Regions from separate parts of the Mus musculus genome. Here regions 2, 3 and 4 are each linked to region 1. The links are chromatin contacts, called in public ChIA-PET, Hi-C and promoter capture Hi-C maps. All regions are on one chromosome and are shown on one strand. The core of a region is the stretch at or near the end of the contact, and the rest is flanking DNA. Distances in the headings are between cores, read along the strand shown. Region 1 holds the start of Mapkapk3 (mitogen-activated protein kinase-activated protein kinase 3). Region 2 holds the start of Rpl29 (ribosomal protein L29). Region 3 overlaps Gm39420 (a long non-coding RNA gene). Region 4 overlaps Rad54l2 (RAD54 like 2 (S. cerevisiae)).

The links. Promoter capture Hi-C pulls out the DNA fragments that hold promoters and counts their contacts. Hi-C and Micro-C count contacts between places; a contact is called where the count stands out from the background. ChIA-PET counts read pairs in DNA pulled down with a chosen protein or histone mark.
Region 2: a promoter capture Hi-C map of pre-B cells shows a contact between it and region 1, with 4 times the contacts expected there. The contact joins the promoter of Rpl29 here to the promoter of Mapkapk3 in region 1. A contact is called at or near these places in 4 of 39 promoter capture datasets (erythroid cells, liver and pre-B cells), 3 of 115 datasets of contacts at active chromatin or transcription factors (effector CD8 T cells, extraembryonic endoderm stem cells and memory CD8 T cells) and 1 of 9 other capture datasets (macrophages).
Region 3: a Hi-C map of cortical neurons shows a contact between it and region 1, with 5 times the contacts expected there. The contact joins the enhancer-like site here to the promoter of Mapkapk3 in region 1. A contact is called at or near these places in 3 of 39 promoter capture datasets (embryonic stem cells, hippocampal neurons and pre-B cells), 1 of 15 datasets of contacts at CTCF or cohesin (embryonic stem cells), 3 of 484 Hi-C or Micro-C datasets (the G1E-ER4 cell line, cortical neurons and embryonic stem cells), 3 of 115 datasets of contacts at active chromatin or transcription factors (acute myeloid leukemia, large pre-B cells and stem cell-derived neural progenitor cells) and 1 of 9 other capture datasets (embryonic stem cells).
Region 4: a contact with region 1 is called in an RNA polymerase II ChIA-PET map of memory CD8 T cells, with 15 read pairs. The contact joins the enhancer-like site here to the promoter of Mapkapk3 in region 1. A contact is called at or near these places in 4 of 39 promoter capture datasets (cranial neural crest, embryonic stem cells, hippocampal neurons and 1 more), 4 of 115 datasets of contacts at active chromatin or transcription factors (bone marrow-derived macrophages, effector CD8 T cells, embryonic forebrain and 1 more) and 1 of 9 other capture datasets (adipose tissue).

The regions. Positions count from the first base shown.
Region 1 is chr9:107,288,595-107,291,149 of GRCm38.p6, reverse strand. Mapkapk3 (mitogen-activated protein kinase-activated protein kinase 3) reads left to right here and starts at 1,273. Exons shown (of 11, transcript NM_178907.3): 1 at 1,273-1,625; 2 at 1,754-2,030. The coding sequence starts at 1,806.
Region 2 is chr9:106,428,144-106,430,698 of GRCm38.p6, reverse strand. It overlaps Rpl29 (ribosomal protein L29), which reads right to left and starts at 1,288. Exons shown (of 3, transcript NM_001324534.1): 1 at 685-1,288; 2 at 327-391. The coding sequence starts at 721.
Region 3 is chr9:106,594,768-106,597,322 of GRCm38.p6, reverse strand. The region is part of intron 2 of Gm39420 (a long non-coding RNA gene); the gene reads left to right. Among named protein-coding and RNA genes, the nearest start is that of Gm39421, 16 kb to the right of the region's middle. Within about 2 kb of position 1,267, at least 13 of the 459 cell types and tissues checked have an H3K27ac peak or open chromatin away from gene starts, as enhancers often do. A contact at or near this core is called in cortical neurons, where this site is marked.
Region 4 is chr9:106,750,975-106,753,529 of GRCm38.p6, reverse strand. All of the region lies in intron 2 of Rad54l2 (RAD54 like 2 (S. cerevisiae)), which reads left to right. Among named protein-coding and RNA genes, the nearest start is that of Rad54l2, 37 kb to the left of the region's middle. Within about 2 kb of position 1,264, at least 27 of the 459 cell types and tissues checked have an H3K27ac peak or open chromatin away from gene starts, as enhancers often do. A contact at or near this core is called in effector CD8 T cells and memory CD8 T cells, where this site is marked.

The sequences.
Region 1 (2,555 bases), core at 24-2,523:
GGGACAGAGGTCCGGGTGGCTGCAGTTCTGAATATAGTCTGTAGATGGCAGCAGAGACCTGCTCAGAGGGCTTGCCTGTGGCGCCGCCTGCTCTGTAGACTTGTGGGAAAGTTGGCTCAAAATATCTATGATAGGCTAAAAGGTGAAGGTCTAAGTGCAGAAGGGAAAAATTTAAAGCGAATAGAGGAATTGGATGGAAGAAATGGATTTTAATGTTAAGGCTGATTGATTGAGCCGGGCGTGGTGGCGCACGCCTTTAATCCCAGCACTTGGGAGGCAGAGGCAGGCGGATTTCTAAATTCAAGGCCAGCCTGGCCTACAGAGTGAGTTCCAGGACAGCCAGGGCTACACAGAGAAACCCTGTCTCAAAAAACCAAAAAACAACAAAAACAAAACAAAAGATTGATTGGTTTTTCGAGACAGAGTTTCTCTGGCTGTCCTGGAACTCTCTTTGCAGACCAGGCTGGTTCGAACTCACTGAGGTCCGTCTTTTTCTGCTTTCAGAGCGCTGGGATTAAAGGCATAGGCCACTATGCCCAGCTAATTTTATTTTTTAAAAACATAGCCTCACGATGTAACCTAGGTTAGCCTCACAATCCTCCCGCCTAAGCCTTCCTCGCGCTGCAATTACAGGTGTTCATCACCATGGCCAGAACTTGAACTTTTATTAGTTGAGATTCTTAGAACCTAAAGCTCAAATCACGAGGTGAAAAGTTGATGCAGCTGACCAAATGGGAAATCGAGATTTCTGATTCAAGAGCGTCCCAAGTGTGTTCAACTTACGGCTACGGGCTGTAAGTGGTCCAGGGAAGTATGAATGTGGCCCAATACATTTATTTGGAATGACAAGTGAATTGCAAAGTCAAAAGGTTAGTCAGGAAGTGCATAGAAAGGAAAGCTAGCCAGTTGTTAGACAGATGCCCTAAACCAGGAAATGAGTGGCGGGTTAGACAACAACATGCCAATTCCCAGGGCACGCTGACTAAACATTCAAAAAGTTGAATTCTGAAACACTTAGCTACCTGGAAATTTTGGGAGTCTAAAACGCCCCCTGGCAGCTAGCAAAAAGAACACTTCACTCAAGAGCCCGCAAGAGAAACAAAATGTCTTGCGCTGTAACTTTTCTAGATCACAGATAAAATCCGAGGAGGCTGGTACAACAGTTGAAGGAGCTCCTAGCGGTGTCCCAGGGCGCTGCGAAAGTTACAGTGAACTTGACGAGGCCACGCCCCATTTTGTCTCGACTCAGAGGCGGAGTCTGCCAGGGGCTCTGCCCTGGCCTGCCCAACCCGGACTAGCCTGGCCCTTTAAGGTTGACCTAGCGGGGCCCCAAGTCTGAATGACGCGACGAGAAGCGGGGGTGGGGGGTCACGTGGGACGCGGGCGGCGAGACTCTGGGTCCAGGGCTCCGGTCCTCAGCGGACTCCAGGGATCACTATCTCTTGCCCACTCTCGCCTGCACCATGATTTTCGTGTAGTGCTTTGCCACCAAGTGCGCCTTCGCCTGGTCCGCCTTTCTTGGGTCTCTGTATGGCTGGTTCTCAAGACCTTGTTGCTATACAGCGCCGGACTCCTTCCTAATTTGACACGTGCCTGGGCTGAGGGATCACCTCCCCCTGCTGTACGTAAGTACTCTCAGGCAGTTTCCAGCTTGTCTTGGGCCAGGAGCCCAGTCAATCTAGTTCTGGAGAAACCAAAGCTGGGGTGTGTCCAAAAAGTCCCGGTGGGGAGTGACTCTTTCCCTTTCCTTCAGGTGCCTCTGGACGCGCCAGGCTGGGGCTACCTCCGAGCGCCCCGTGGGGGCCATGGATGGCGAGACAGCAGGGGAGAAGGGGAGTCTTGTGCCCCCGCCAGGTGCGCTCGGCGGGTCCGCCTTGGGTGGTGCTCCGGCCCCAGGTGTGCGACGGGAACCCAAGAAGTACGCGGTGACTGATGACTACCAGTTGTCCAAGCAAGTGCTGGGTCTGGGTGTGAACGGCAAGGTACTGGAGTGCTACCATCGGCGCTCTGGCCAGAAGTGTGCCCTGAAGGTTAGTGACCCATCTCTCTGAGGGCTAGGGTGACATGGAGGGTCCAACAGCAGAAACCTGTGGATGTATCTGTGTCCGGGGTCTCTATTAAACATCTACACATGGCATCTTGTTTTATTTTCAAACTCTTCCTCTAGCGTCAGACTCGTGGTCCTCTTAGCCTCACATACACGGAAACAGGCTGACCTACCTAAACTGAGGGTGTGTCCCAAAGAGCGAGGGGAGGAGTCAATGTGAGTAGAGCTGTTGTACCCGGAAGGCAGGAGGGTGTGGCTGTGCGCTCTGGTTCTGGCTTGGGCTTTGTGTTTAGGCCCAAAGGATGCTCTTAAATTCTTAGTTATCCCCTGCAGGTAGCTCCTTCTATGGGGATGCGGCTAAGTTTTCCTTAGGCTCAGTGCAGGGTTGTCCTCCTCATGGCCCCTGCCCGCTGAGGTGGGACCATGAGCCTCTTAGGGTGTTTTTTGACTACTGGGCCCCTTGAGTTGAGTTGGTGGCCTCTTGTGGAAAGGGGCAAGCTTTGCTCAT
Region 2 (2,555 bases), core at 39-2,538, 860 kb after region 1:
CGACTCCCTCCCTCCCTCAAGGCTCCACGGAGCAAGAGAAGCAGTTCTGTTCTCAGGAGATTACACCAGGGGCTGGGAAGGTCAAGGAAGGCTTTTCTGTTGAGTCTGACATGGGAGACAAGGAGAAGCTAGGCAACACAATCCCTAGAGCTCAGAGTTCGAAGCCAGCCTGGTCTACATAGTGAGTTCTAGAACAACCAGGACTACACAGAGAAATCCTAGCTCGAAACACACACGCTGGTGGTGGAGGAGACATGACTTACAAGAGGCCCTACCCTGTAGACCTGGAGCCAAGGGATAGTTTATGACCCACTGTCATCACTCACCCCCTTAAGAGATTCGTATCTTTGCGACCGGGGTTTCTTGATGCCATTTCTGTGCCATTTGCGGGCTGTAGGGTAACAAATATTTACAGGTCAAAAAAAAATGAGGTATCTTCCAATAAGACCACCTAACATCATGGTTGGCAGTCTTTTGAGAATACACTAAGGATGGGTGGAAAGCACTATGGGCTTTTTAAGCGGATTCCTGGCTCCCAAATTTGTAATCTCCAAAGTAGCTAAACACACAATCATCTTCAAGGCTCACCTGAAGGGTGACCTGCCCTCCCTCCAGCTCTGATCTAGCAACCCTAACCCAATCCTCGCTGGGGTACAGTCGCCAGCCGGAGCCCAAGGAACTTACACTGGTTGTGTGTGGTGTGGTTCTTGGACTTGGCCATGTCTGCACCTGCAAGAAAGCCACGAGATCAGTTCTGGGCTTCCCCAGACCGGCACACCTCTGCCGCCCTGAGCTGGGGTAACATGAAGAAACCAGAGGCTGCAGCAGACGCTTCCGATTTACGACACCCGCCAGCCTGGCAACACTCACAAAACGCGACCCCACCTCTCAAACGCGAGCAAGGAGGTCGGTCCTGAGACTGAGCTTGCCGGCCCCGGGGCGGCTTTCCCCGCCATCCGTTCCTTGAGGACGACCGGGAACCACCCCCGCCCGGCAATCTCGATGCCCCATAGCCAAGCAGCTGCCCGCCCTGTCCTTCCTGCCACCCGTGTCGCCTGCCTCGCGACCCGCCGCCGCCCTGTAGTCACGGATGTCATCGGATGCCGTAAGGCCAACACTCACGGTAACCCGCGGCTCCCGCAGCGCCGGAGACCGGAAGAGAAAGAGAAAGGCCCGCAGTGCAGCACGGGAAATAGGGCCGACACCGCCGGAAAGTCCAACGGAAAAGCTTCCCTCACTGCTGGCGGAGAAAAAAGGTTCCAAGGCCGGAAAGAGTTGAAGCCTAGAAAGGGGAGGGGTTAGAGCCTGGCCACGCCCTCTTAGCGTCACAGATTTCTTTCTTTGCTTAACCCCTCCCCGCTATTTTTTGAGCGGGTCTTTCTTGCTGTGTAGCCTAGACTGGGTTATAACTGTTCATCCTCCAACAGCAGGCTTTTGCTACTGGGGTTAAGAGCGTGGTGTTAGCATGGACCACGACGGCGGCCAGCCCGTGTTTGCTTCCTTCTCTTCCTCCAGTGCCTACTTTGCTCTTGGGCTAGACTTCCAAAGACTCTGAAAGCCGAGGGGGCCTTTGAGGGATGAATGTTAATGGAGCGAAGAATCTGTGTTCTTAAACAGCTCACCGGGCTCCTGTGTGGAATGCACTGGAGAGGGCAGAGGAGAGGAGAAGAGCTATGAGACTCATGCAGACTGCCACACAAGGGCGCTGGCTGCCTGAAGACAGTGAAGAATGTACTAGGGAAAAGAATAGACTGGATTTAGGGTGCCGAAAATTAGAGAGAGAAAAGCGGCAACGATAGTCCAAGTCTACTCCAACAGCCTGGGCTGGTTCCCCAGAGTGGCAGTTTCGTGGTTTCTTTTTTTTTTTTTTTTTAAGATTTATTTATTTATTATATGTAAGTACAGTGTTGTTGTCTTCAGACACTCCAGAAGAGGGAGTCAGATCTCCTTACGGATGATTGTGAGCCATCATGTGGTTGCTAGGATTTGAACTCAGGACCTTCGGAAGAGCAGTTGGGTGCTCTTTTTTTTTTAAGATTTATTTATTTATTTATTTATTTATTTATTTATTTATTTATTTATTTGTTTATTATATGTAAGTACACTGTAGCTGTCTTCAGACACTCCAGAAGAGGGCGTCAGATCTTGTTACAGATGGTTGTGAGCCACCATGTGGTTGCTGGGATTTGAACTCTGGACCTTCGGAAGAGCAGTCGGGTGCTCTTACCTGCTGAGCCATCTCACCAGCCCCAGTTGGGTGCTCTTACCTGCTGAGCCATCTCACCAGCCCTCGTGGTTTCTTTTCACATATATTAGATGTGAGATGATGCTAGAGAGGTGAAAACAGGCCTGTAATCACAGCTACTGGCTGAAGAATTGTAAGTCTGAGATGCCTGAGTAATTCAGGTAGACCTTGTCTCCGAAAAGCTTTTTTTGTTGTTGTTTCAAGATAGGGTTTTTCTCTGTGTAGCCCTGATTGTCCTGGGACTCACTCTGTAGACCAGGCTGGCCGCAAACTCAGAAATCCCCCTGCCTCTGCCTCCCAAGTGCTGGGA
Region 3 (2,555 bases), core at 18-2,517, 690 kb after region 1:
GCTTGTCTTCCCTTTATGGCAGAAGCTGGGCTGATCACGGCTGAGCAGTGTCCCGCTAGCTGGACCTTCTATTACTGAACATCCCACCCGTAGAGGGAGACAAATGGTAATAAGTCACCATGCTGGACGTTCATACACCTCATAGATGGCCGATTGTCTCAGGGGGGTGGGGCATTTGCCCAGTATATAGATATTCCTATATGGCTGTGTGTCGCTAATGCCTAGACATCCTCGCTCATGCCAGAACATCATGCCAGTTGTCAGCATCAGGGCTTCTCCAATTCGGGTTGTCTATCATCTCTGACAAGCACACTTCTATCTGGACAGCCCCACAAATATACAGGTTAAGAGATGTGTAGATTCATGCAACTGGTGTGACAAATCGCCACGTCGTACTTGGTGGCTAAAAGCAAAGAAATATGTTGTTGTGGTTGTGCAGACTAGAGTGTGAAATTAAAGGGGTCTGAAGACACTGACACCCCTAAAAGCTCTAGGGGAGAAGCTTGCTGTGTCATGTCTAGCTTTGGGGGTCACCAGCATTTCTTGGCTGGAGACCACACCCTCCAATTCTGTTTCTATCTTTATATCACCTTCTCTTCTCTCTCTCAAGACTCTTCGGCCTCCTCGTGTGTGTGTGTGTGTGTGTGTGTGTGTGTGTGTGTGTGTGTGTGTGTGTATGTGTGCATGATGTGCACGCACATGTCTACATGGGTGCACACGCCCACACATGCAGAGAGGCCAGAGGAGGATATTGGGATATTGAGTGTCCTGCTTCATCAACACTCTATCCTATCCCTCTAAGTCACGCATCTCTCACTGAACCCGGAGTCAGACTGGCACCCTTCAAGCCAGTGATCCTCCTGTCTGCACTCCCCACAGCACAGAGTGGCAGGTATCCATGACCACATCTGGCTTTTGATGTGAATTCTAGGGATTTGGACTCAGGTCTTTCTTTATGCTTGAGCAGTAGGCCTTCTTCCCGCTAAGCCATCTCCACAGTCCTCCCTCTGCCTCCTCCAGAGAAGAAAATGGGTGACTATATTTAGGTCACACCCAGACAATCCAGGATAAACTCCTTTTCCTCACAAGATCCATAAGTTAAACACATTCACAGATTCCAGGGGGTTGACAGGGATATATTTCTGAGGGCCAAATTTTTAGCCTACCACGGGCCTATTTTTGAGCTGTCAAACACAGTCTTAGAGGCGGTTAGCACCCCAGACAATGTTATCAGCCCCTCCTCTCTTCCCATCACATCTGCTCAGTCTGCAGTGACAGCAAGCCAGATGCACTTGAAACAGAGACACTGCTGGCACAGAGGCCAGGCTGCGAGAAAACCCAGCTCATCGTCAAAATTGCCCAAGCTGAGGCCACCCTAGGCCGTTGCTCCCAGTGGTAAACCAGGCAAGGCTCGTGTCTGAAACAGATCCTAGGAGTCAGGTGGGGTGGGATGCTAAAAGAGACCTAGGAAGGAAGGAGCGTGTTGCAGGCTCTTTGCCCCCAGGAGAATGCAGACCTTGGGCTTTGCCCTTCTGCAGCTCCTGCCTAAACGTCTCCATTCAGCATCCAGCTCCAGAGAGTCTGGCTGCAGCTGAGCCAACTGGGAAAACAGGGATTCCACAGCATGAACCGCAGGGCCCTGGGGGCCAGCACAGGGCCTGGCAGGGAGCCAGCAGGACAGCACACCTCAGCAGGGCAGCAGCGGGACACACATGTGTCCCCGTGGGCTTGTGGGGGAGGCTGTCTTCCAGAGCCAGCCCCTGGGGAAGGCCAGAGCTGAGTGGAGAGGCAGCCAGCTGTGCCTGCTGCCTCTGTCCCCTGAGGCTGAGCATCAAGGCTTCCCTCCCTCTGCTGGACACTCCCAGGGAGAAGCAGGCATGGCTTGGGAGTGCAGAGGGGCAGCTGGGGTGGATACACAAGCAGGGTGTGACTGGAGGCCATGGCCTTCAGATCCTACTGTTCTCAGAAACTATGCTGATCCCTCCTCAGACTGCCACCCTCTGCTGGGCCAGCCTCAGTGGCTGCTGCAGAGCAGGCTTTGCTGGGCCTCTCACTGTTTAATGTCTGTGGCCCACTCACTTCCCAGCTGCCTCACGGGGTCTCTGCTTTGTTATCTAAGTCAGGGGTCCTTCAGAACACTAAAAGTCCAGGGTCTGTCTTTCCCCAGAGTTTTTAAGGAGTTGGACCCTGGAGAAGGGGTGAACCAACTGGGATGTGAGTGTGTGTGCGGGACGGGAGGGGAGCTTTCTCAAACCCCAAGCCTCTTTTGTGTGTGGTGGTGTCCAAGCCAGCATGTTTTCAGGTTCAAGGTTCAGACTGATGCTCAACACCATCCGCAAAGATTTAGCTCAAAACCTTTGAGTTTTGTTTTGTATTTAGATTTCTTCATGTGCATATATGTGTGTCTCTATGTATGTATATGTATGTGTATGTGAATACCTGAGGTGACCAGAAGAGGGTATCAGAGCCCCTGAATTTGGAGTTACAGGTAGTTGTGAGCCAACTGATGTAGGAGCTGGAGACTGAAGTCCAGTTCTCTGGAGGAGCAAGTGCTC
Region 4 (2,555 bases), core at 15-2,514, 540 kb after region 1:
TATGTGGTAGAGTCCCTGTGCCAAGTCTGCAGCCTTGGAAGTATGAGCTCTCAGGTATAGTAGTGTCCCGTGAGTTTCCTGAAATCACAATTAAAATTCTGCTTGCATGTTTGTAATGAGGGAATTATGTGGATAGAGATTCTCAGACAGATTGACAGTCCCAGAATGTTAATCTCTGTAGTGCTAGTCACTTGTAAATTGCTCCAACTGGAAAGTAGCTGCATCTCCATAGCTGATAGGCTCCCTCCAGATTCCTCTTGTTTCCTTTGTCCCTTGACTTTTTTTTTTTTTTTGGACAGGGCCTCACTTTGTAGCTCAGGCTGGCCTCAAACTGGCAGTCCTTAGGTGCACTAGGCTAACATCTGATTTTTGAAATAGCATAGAAACTTCATTTCCTTTTCTTTTGTGGCACTGGGAATCGAACTCAAGGCCACTGCCTGGTAGCAAAGCCTTTGATCACTGAACTATATTTTTGTTTCCAGACAGGGTCTTACTATGTTGCCAGGCTGGCACTGAACTTGGTCTGTAGCCCAGGCAGACCTTGAAATTCTCCTCCCTTAGCCTCCTAAGCACATGAGATTCTAGGACTGTGCCACTAGACCAGTGAGGCTCTTTTGATATTTGTGTGTACATGTGTTTGTGTGTGTTCAGGTGTGCACATGATGGCTAGAAGCTGACATTGGTTGTCTTCTTCAGTTCTCTTCACCTTCTTTTTGAGACAGATCTATCATTGATTGAGATAGCCTAGCTGGCCCACGAGCCCTAGAGGTCCTCCTGTCTCTACCTTCCCAGTGCTGAGATTACTCATGAGAACTTCCATGCCTGCATTTTTTCCTGGGTTTGGGGATCCAAACTCAGCTCATCATACTTGAGCAGCAAGCACCACGCCCACCGGCATCTTTCCAGCTTTTCACAAACCTTCTCTTTTGATCTTTTTAGACCATGGTTAGGTTATCTAGTTAGTCTTAGGCCTTCTCAGTTAATTTTGGCCTTTTATGGCCTATAGCACTCATTGAGGAAAAAGCTTTTGGTGATAACATTCTATTACTTTGTGGAACCGAACAGTGCACTAGACCATCACTTTTTTGAAGGAGTCTAGGGAAATGTGTTTCACCCTTCAGATTCTGGTCCTGAGCAGCCATCTTCTTTCTTCTGTTGCATTCTTCCGTTCTCATTCTCTCTAACCTCACACCTGCCATGTGGTTCAGAAGTCAGATTTTCTCTTCATTACACGGCTCACATCTTCTCCGTTTAACCTTTGACTCCCTGGGTATCTGTTTCACTTTCTGTTTCTCATCTGGGTTCTCAGATCAGTATCTGTAGACACCCTTAGAACCCTGTAAAGTTCAGAGGGGTTTTAGATGCTGATGATGAGTATGCGCACACACACACACACACACACACACACACACACACACAAACACACACGCGTGGATATATATATCCATTCCTAGCTTCTTGGAACATTGCCAGGTCCCTTCCTTCTGTCTCCCTTCTTCACTCCTCCCCCTCTTTCTTTTGAGGCAGGGTCTCTATGAATTTCAGTCTGGCCTCAATTGACATCCTCCTACTTCAACTTTTTTTTGTTTTTTGATTTTTTTGGTTTTTCGAGACAGGTCTCTGTGTAGCCCTGGCTGTCCTGGAACTCACTCTGTAGACCAGGCTGGCCTCAAACTCAGAAATCCGCCTAACTCTGCCACCCAAGTGCTGGGATTAAAGGCGTGCGCCACCACTACCCTGCTCTCCTACTTCAACTTTATAAGAAACTGGATAAATCTGTTCCTCTGTACCTGGCTTTATTATGACATTATTTTATACATGAAACTTGAGTTTCTGTGGACTCTGTTATCTACAGGAGATCTTGAAAGCAATTTCCCAAAGATATCAAAGTATGTACTAAACATAAAATGCCTTTAAGGCCACACAGTTATTTATTTAGAAGTTAAGAATATCACTGTGATTTGTTTGAGAACAGTGTAGGTTTTTTTTGTTTGTTTGTTTGCTTGGGTTTTTTTGTTTGTTTTTTCGAGACAGGGTTTCTCTGTATAGCACTGGCTCTCCTGGAACTCACTCTGTAGACCAGGCTGGCCTCAGACTCAAAAATCCGCCTGCCTCTGCCCCCTGAGCGCTGGGATCAAAGGCGTGCGCTACCACGCCTGGCTGGATTTTTTTTTTTTAAGATTTATTTATTTTATTTAGATGAGTACACTGTAGCTGTCTTTAGACACACCAGAAGAGGGCATCAGATCTCATTACAGATGGTTGTGAGCCACCATGTGGTTGCTGGGAATTAAACTCAGGACTTCTGGAAGAGCAACTCAGGCTTGGCATTCTTCCAGGCATGCATTCTCCCATCAGCCAATAGCTGTGCAGATAACAGAGTCCACAGATACCCAAGTCTCATGTATAAGGTTAAGGTGTATTTTGTTTGCTTGTGTTAAAAAACAAGTTATTTTGCACCAGACATAGAGATGTACACCTTTAATCTGTACACTCTAGAGGCAGAGGCAGGAGGATCTGTATTGAAAGCTAGCTGGGGCTGCATTGTGAAACCC